Regions from separate parts of the Mus musculus genome. Here region 1 is linked to region 2. Evidence: chromatin contacts called from public HiChIP or PLAC-seq data. All regions are on one chromosome and are shown on one strand. Each heading gives the region's core, a stretch centred on a gene start, on an enhancer-like site or on the middle of the called end of the contact. The rest is flanking DNA. Distances are from core to core; before and after follow the strand shown. Region 1 has its middle 3.6 kb from the start of Gm24382. Region 2 overlaps Med12l (mediator complex subunit 12-like).

Evidence for each region. HiChIP or PLAC-seq counts read pairs in DNA pulled down with a chosen protein or histone mark.
Region 1: a contact with region 2 is called in an H3K27ac HiChIP or PLAC-seq map of the NIH/3T3 cell line, with 9 times the contacts expected there. The contact joins two enhancer-like sites. A contact is called at or near these places in 1 of 15 datasets of contacts at CTCF or cohesin (the NIH/3T3 cell line) and 2 of 115 datasets of contacts at active chromatin or transcription factors (the NIH/3T3 cell line and pancreatic cancer cells).

Annotation. Positions count from the first base shown.
Region 1 is chr3:60,122,783-60,125,482 of GRCm38.p6, reverse strand. No RefSeq gene overlaps it. Among named protein-coding and RNA genes, the nearest start is that of Gm24382, 3.6 kb to the left of the region's middle. Within about 2 kb of position 1,407, at least 62 of the 459 cell types and tissues checked have an H3K27ac peak or open chromatin away from gene starts, as enhancers often do. A contact at or near this core is called in the NIH/3T3 cell line and pancreatic cancer cells, where this site is marked.
Region 2 is chr3:59,294,645-59,297,344 of GRCm38.p6, reverse strand. It overlaps Med12l (mediator complex subunit 12-like), which reads right to left. Exons shown (of 44, transcript NM_177855.3): 40 at 1,111-1,340. Among named protein-coding and RNA genes, the nearest start is that of P2ry12, 33 kb to the right of the region's middle. Within about 2 kb of position 1,269, at least 70 of the 459 cell types and tissues checked have an H3K27ac peak or open chromatin away from gene starts, as enhancers often do. A contact at or near this core is called in the NIH/3T3 cell line and pancreatic cancer cells, where this site is marked.

The sequences.
Region 1 (2,700 bases), core at 158-2,657, 830 kb before region 2:
TGGGTACAAATTCCACTAGCCAGAGAGAGGTGCCCAGAGCCAGCTCAGCTCCTCAGCTGCAAGTCTTTACTCCACATTTCAGCCCATTCAGAATGTCCTCGTCATAAACAGCAGCACGTGAGGGTAAAGGGAATCCCAATCTTCCCCCTTTCTTGTTTCTCGTCTGTAGCATGTGTAGGCTCAGTACCCCCTTCATGTCAATTCGTCACAGGCTTTAGTATAAACCTGTGAGCATCAGGCAGACATGTTCATAATTTACTAATAGGTTTACTATTTTCAAATATTCTCTCTCATGAAGAGTACCAGGTGAGGAGGCCACTGTTCTAGAAAGATAGAGAAAGTCTGAAGAGTGCATGTCAAACTCACTGTCCACTCCCCGACTAAGTAGCACCTTCCCAACAGCTTCCCACAGGTAAAGTATAGAGAAGGAAAATGAGAAAATGTGCCTCTCTTTCCCTCACCAACATCTATCAGAACAGTGTCATTTCCACTTTTAAATAAACATGCAGGCCTAATAAAAGAAGAGTAGAAACAATACGCGTTTTTTCTTGTGGTAGAAGCTCAGAAAACACAGAACTCGACTTTAAGTTTTGCACATTTGAACCATCAATGAGTGAGTTCTAACCATTGCCTAGAGAAGATATGCACACACAATTCCGAAGGTCTAAAGAATTCCATTCATTAAAATAAAGACAGGCACTGTGCTGTGCGTAGGCAGAGCGATGTTTTATTTTGTGAAACACTAGTAATTTTCCAACATCTGAAGGAAGTTAAAAAACAATCACTACGATCATTTTGGTTTCTCTGAAGCCAACAGTATATGAGTAATGCTTTGGCACTTTATGGGTCATCCAAAATCATCAAACAGACTTTCAAAAGTGCTTGCAGTAGGAACCACACCTCTTTTTTTTTTTTTTTCCTGGGCATGGAAAAACCACGTAAAACTGGCTTTCAGTGAGGCCAGAATTGTAAGTAACAGACACCCAGTTTATTTTTAGAGACTGGGTTACCATTAATATATATTCAGAGACTTTTCAGTCTGAGTGAAACACATAAAGTCCTTCTCAATTATTTATACAGAAAGGTTTCAGTCTCTACTCTATGTGCTACAGAGCACATAAAATATATACAGCCCAATAATAGGAGCATGCTTAATTAACATACTGATAGATTCACTTTCAACACAATTAATTTGCCCTAAGCAGTACTCACTTTATGAGGTTTTAAATTGTCAGAAAGAGGCGTGCTCGGCTCCAGCTTCAACATGAGGCAATGGAAGATATTCTTTTTATGTTTTTCTTTTAAAGCTTGCTTTGAATCATTTCCCTCTGTATTTAAGGCCTCCCCTCCCCTCCCCACCCCACCCCCCGCCACTGGAGAACTAACCACCAGAGGCTTCACCCCAGCTGTCTGTCTCCCTCTACAAAGCCTGCTCTGCTGCCTCGTGATGCCTCCCTTTCGTTGGAAGTTGACACTGTACTAATAAACATTGCTGGCAAGAGGCTATAATTAAGACCTGAGAGCTTGGGATTATTTAGGAGATATAGCTTAGTTCCTTGTTGCCCTGAGTGCTTCCAGAAGGCAGGAGGTACTTTTTGCTTCTAATTAAAGTGGAGAATACACTGACTGACGGCCATTACATGAGATGAAGTAGGTACATATTTGGACAGGTTTTATTCCCAGTGGTTGCTTCATTTACAGCCTAGCTTTTTCGTTTGTTTTTAGCCTGGGAAGACCAGCTTCACGCAACTTTTAAAATTAAGAATAAAGTAGTCATGTTCACCAGTGGGGTCATGCTGTTGTTACTTCTACGAAGGCAAACATAGCTGACTGGATTCATGTTAGTGTTAGGAAGAAAAGGTTAAAACATTAAGGTAAGTGTGTCTTTGTTTTATTTTTTATTCTTAAAACATGATCGGGGTTATACAAGAGTGTAATTCATGCAGACTAAAAAACACAGGCAAGGATGGACTAGGATGGGGAAATGATCCAGCTTAAGATTTTTTGGCTTAATCGTGTACATCTTTTCAGATGTGGGGTGGTGCTTGGTCATGCTTTGTTAAGAATGCATTAAGAAGGTATCAGGCTAATATCCACTTATCAGTGAGTACATATCATGTGAGTTCTTTTGTGATTGGGTTACCTCACTCAGGATGATGCCCTCTAGGTCCATCCATTTGTCTAGGAATTTCACAAATGTACTCACTGATAAGTGGATATTAGCCCAGAAACTCAGAATAACCAACATATAAGATACAATTTGCGAAACACCTGAAATTCAAGAAGAACAAAGACCAAAGTTTGTGTGGACACTTTGCCCCTTCTTAGAATTGGGAACAAAACACCCATGAAAGGAGTAACAGAGACAAAGTTTGGAGCTGAGACGAAAGGATGGACCAACTAGAGACTGCCATATCCGGGGATCCATCCCATAATCAGCCTCCAAATGCTGACACCATTGCATACACTAGCAAGATTTTGCTGAAAGGACCCTGATATAGCTGTCTCTTGTGAGACTATGCCGGGGCTTAGCAAACACATAAGTGGATGCTCACAGTCAGCTATTGGATGGATTATAGGGCCCTCAATGAAGGAGCTAGAGAAAGTAACCAAGGAGCTAAAGGGGTCTGCAACCCTTTAGGTGGAACAACAATATGAACTACCCAGTACTCCCCAGAGCTCATGTCTCTAGCTGCATAT
Region 2 (2,700 bases), core at 20-2,519:
TTTGAACCCAGATTTTTTTTTTTTAGCACTTAAGCTCAAGTTACTGAGCTCTGCTCTGCTACTACTTATAAAACATGGTGAGCAAAATGCATGTTTTACAAATTATTTCCCACAAATCCCACCGACCTCCCTAACTTTCAGAGAGTTATTATCCTCAGCAGACATGTAGCTGGTCATTGATGGTAACGCATGGGAGCTAAGCTGCTATCCACTGTACAATGTAGTCTATATGATTACAAACCTAATTCTTCTGGACTATATTATCTAATGAGATTGTATATTTTGATAAGCAATAATGATTCCTATCTGTGCCATCCAATGAAATGGCCTCTAGCCACTAGGACTAGTTAGTTATCAGGGTTTAGAAATAAACAAAACTGCAAGGCTCCTTGGTCAAAGCTACAGAATTTCACAAGATAGCTGAGCATCCTGCCAGGTCTTCACGTCACTGCATATGTCACATGAACCTCAAATCTAGCCATGCTGGCCAGAGCTGGCTAAAGTGCACTTAAAAGGTGACTAATGTGTCTGCAGAAATAAATGTTAAATCAGATTTAATTCATTTAAATTTAGCCATGTATGGATAGCGACTACGACAATAAGCAGTACTGACACACCCTAGGAGGAAGGGGTGTGATTAAAACAAGAACCAGAAGAGTCGGCCATGAGTCATCTCTGAGGTGGGAAAAATAAAAACTAAGTCATAACAAAACTTTGCAAAGCACCATGTACAATTAGCTCTACAACAGAAACTGGCTTGATCAACAAATCCTAGTAAGGCGCTGCTAACCATGATCGATAGTTTTCTCAGATACTTTTAATAAAAAAAAAAAATCCTTTTGGGGAGGAAAAAAGCAGAAAAGAAAACACATGGGTAACATCTGAAAAACTTTACATAGCACACATGGAAGAAGTGAGTCAAAACCACAGCATTCTTCAATGAAAGAATTTGGAACCTCTACTGCACGCTGGTTAAAAAAAAAATGAGATGTCAGGACTCAAGTAGAGGAGCTCAAAAACCATTACGGTATCAAACGCTTGGAAGGAGCGAGCTTAACAATCCCAAGGCCGAGAGGGTTTTACTATCGCAATTACTTCAACAGGTATCACCTCTGAGAGCCAGCTACGGGCTGCAGGTACGGGGAGGCCTGCTGCTGCACGTAGCCACTTGGCTGCTGCTGAAGCTGCCGGAGTCTTTCCATCAGCGCTGGGCTGGAATGTGCAGCCGGATAGGCCCTGGAGTTGTAGCTGGGGGAAAGGACCACGCCACCAGGCTGCTGCTGAGCTGCCTGTTGCAAAGGCATCTGTGTTCCATACATTGTGTAGCCCTGGGGCATGGTCTGCAGGAAGGCACAAAGGAAAATGTCAGTGCTCCAGTTAGCACCCATATTCCCATCACTAAGAAACACGGGGCAAAAATAAGCCCAGGAGGTCCAACCTGAAACTCACTGCTCTCACAAGGCTGGGATGACTCAACATATGAGGATGGCTACTCTTGCAGGCGAGAAGTCTAACCAGACACTTAGAGAATAGACTGGCTGGATAATGAATCCACAGAAGTCTCTAGTTCAAAATAATTGGATATTCATTTGCTTTCTAAGTTGAGCTGTCTATTTCATGGGCTAGGAAGGGCAGCATTCTGCATAGAAATAATCAGCGAAGTATCCACACACTCCATGCCTAGATTCAACAAAATCGAAACAATATCAGAATCATCTCCAAAGTGGGACAAGCAAGGGAGGGGCCGTGCCCAGTGAACATCAACTGACGGGGTATACTTTCCCATTCGTACAAGAACCTATTTCTCTAAACCTTGATGCCTTATGTAAAAGACAAACATGGAGTTTTCTGGATCACAAGATAACAATTCTCTGAACAAAATGCTGCCTGTTCTCTGGATCCCCAAAACACCACATATTAAAGCAGTGTAAGAACTCTGACTCTGGAGACAAGAGTGATACACACTAAATGGCAGAAGTGGCCTACAGGAACCCAGACTCGGGACTTACGTAAGACAAACAGGGCACTCCTTTCGGCCATATACATGGAATGAATAGCCAGCCCCAACACAAATCTTATCAAAGTATCGGGTCTTTTTATATAAAAGAAAGAAGTAAGGGTGTAAGGATGCAGAAATAATAAAACTACTAAACAGTTTGGACAAAGGGGGAATAAAGGGCTATTTATTTTATTTTATTTCAAACAGGGTATCTCTATGTAGCCTTGGATATCCTGGAACTCGTTCTGTAGACCAGGCTGGTCTTGAACTCATAGAGATCCACCTGCCTCTGCCTCCCAAGTGCTGGCATTAATTCTATGCAACACTAGTGCCTGACAAAGATCTACATTTTTTAAAGATAAGCACACCCTTTGTTGAGCATTTACTGTGTATGTGACAGTACGCTAATTCCATAGGTTGCCTTGAATCCCACATCTTTCCTCTTGATCTTACAGAAAAGGAAGCTAGACCTCAGAATACCATGCATGTCACACAGCTACAGAGTCAACAACACCTGTACTGCAACCTGACTCAAAGGCCTATTGTCCTGTTCTTCTACCATGATCCCTCATGGAAGTTATCCTTGAATATGAAAATTTCTATAACAAATTATATCATTAAACACTGTATCATAAATAACTGAGATTACTAAACAATTTAATAAATTGATTGATTGATTGATTGATTGATTGATTGATTTT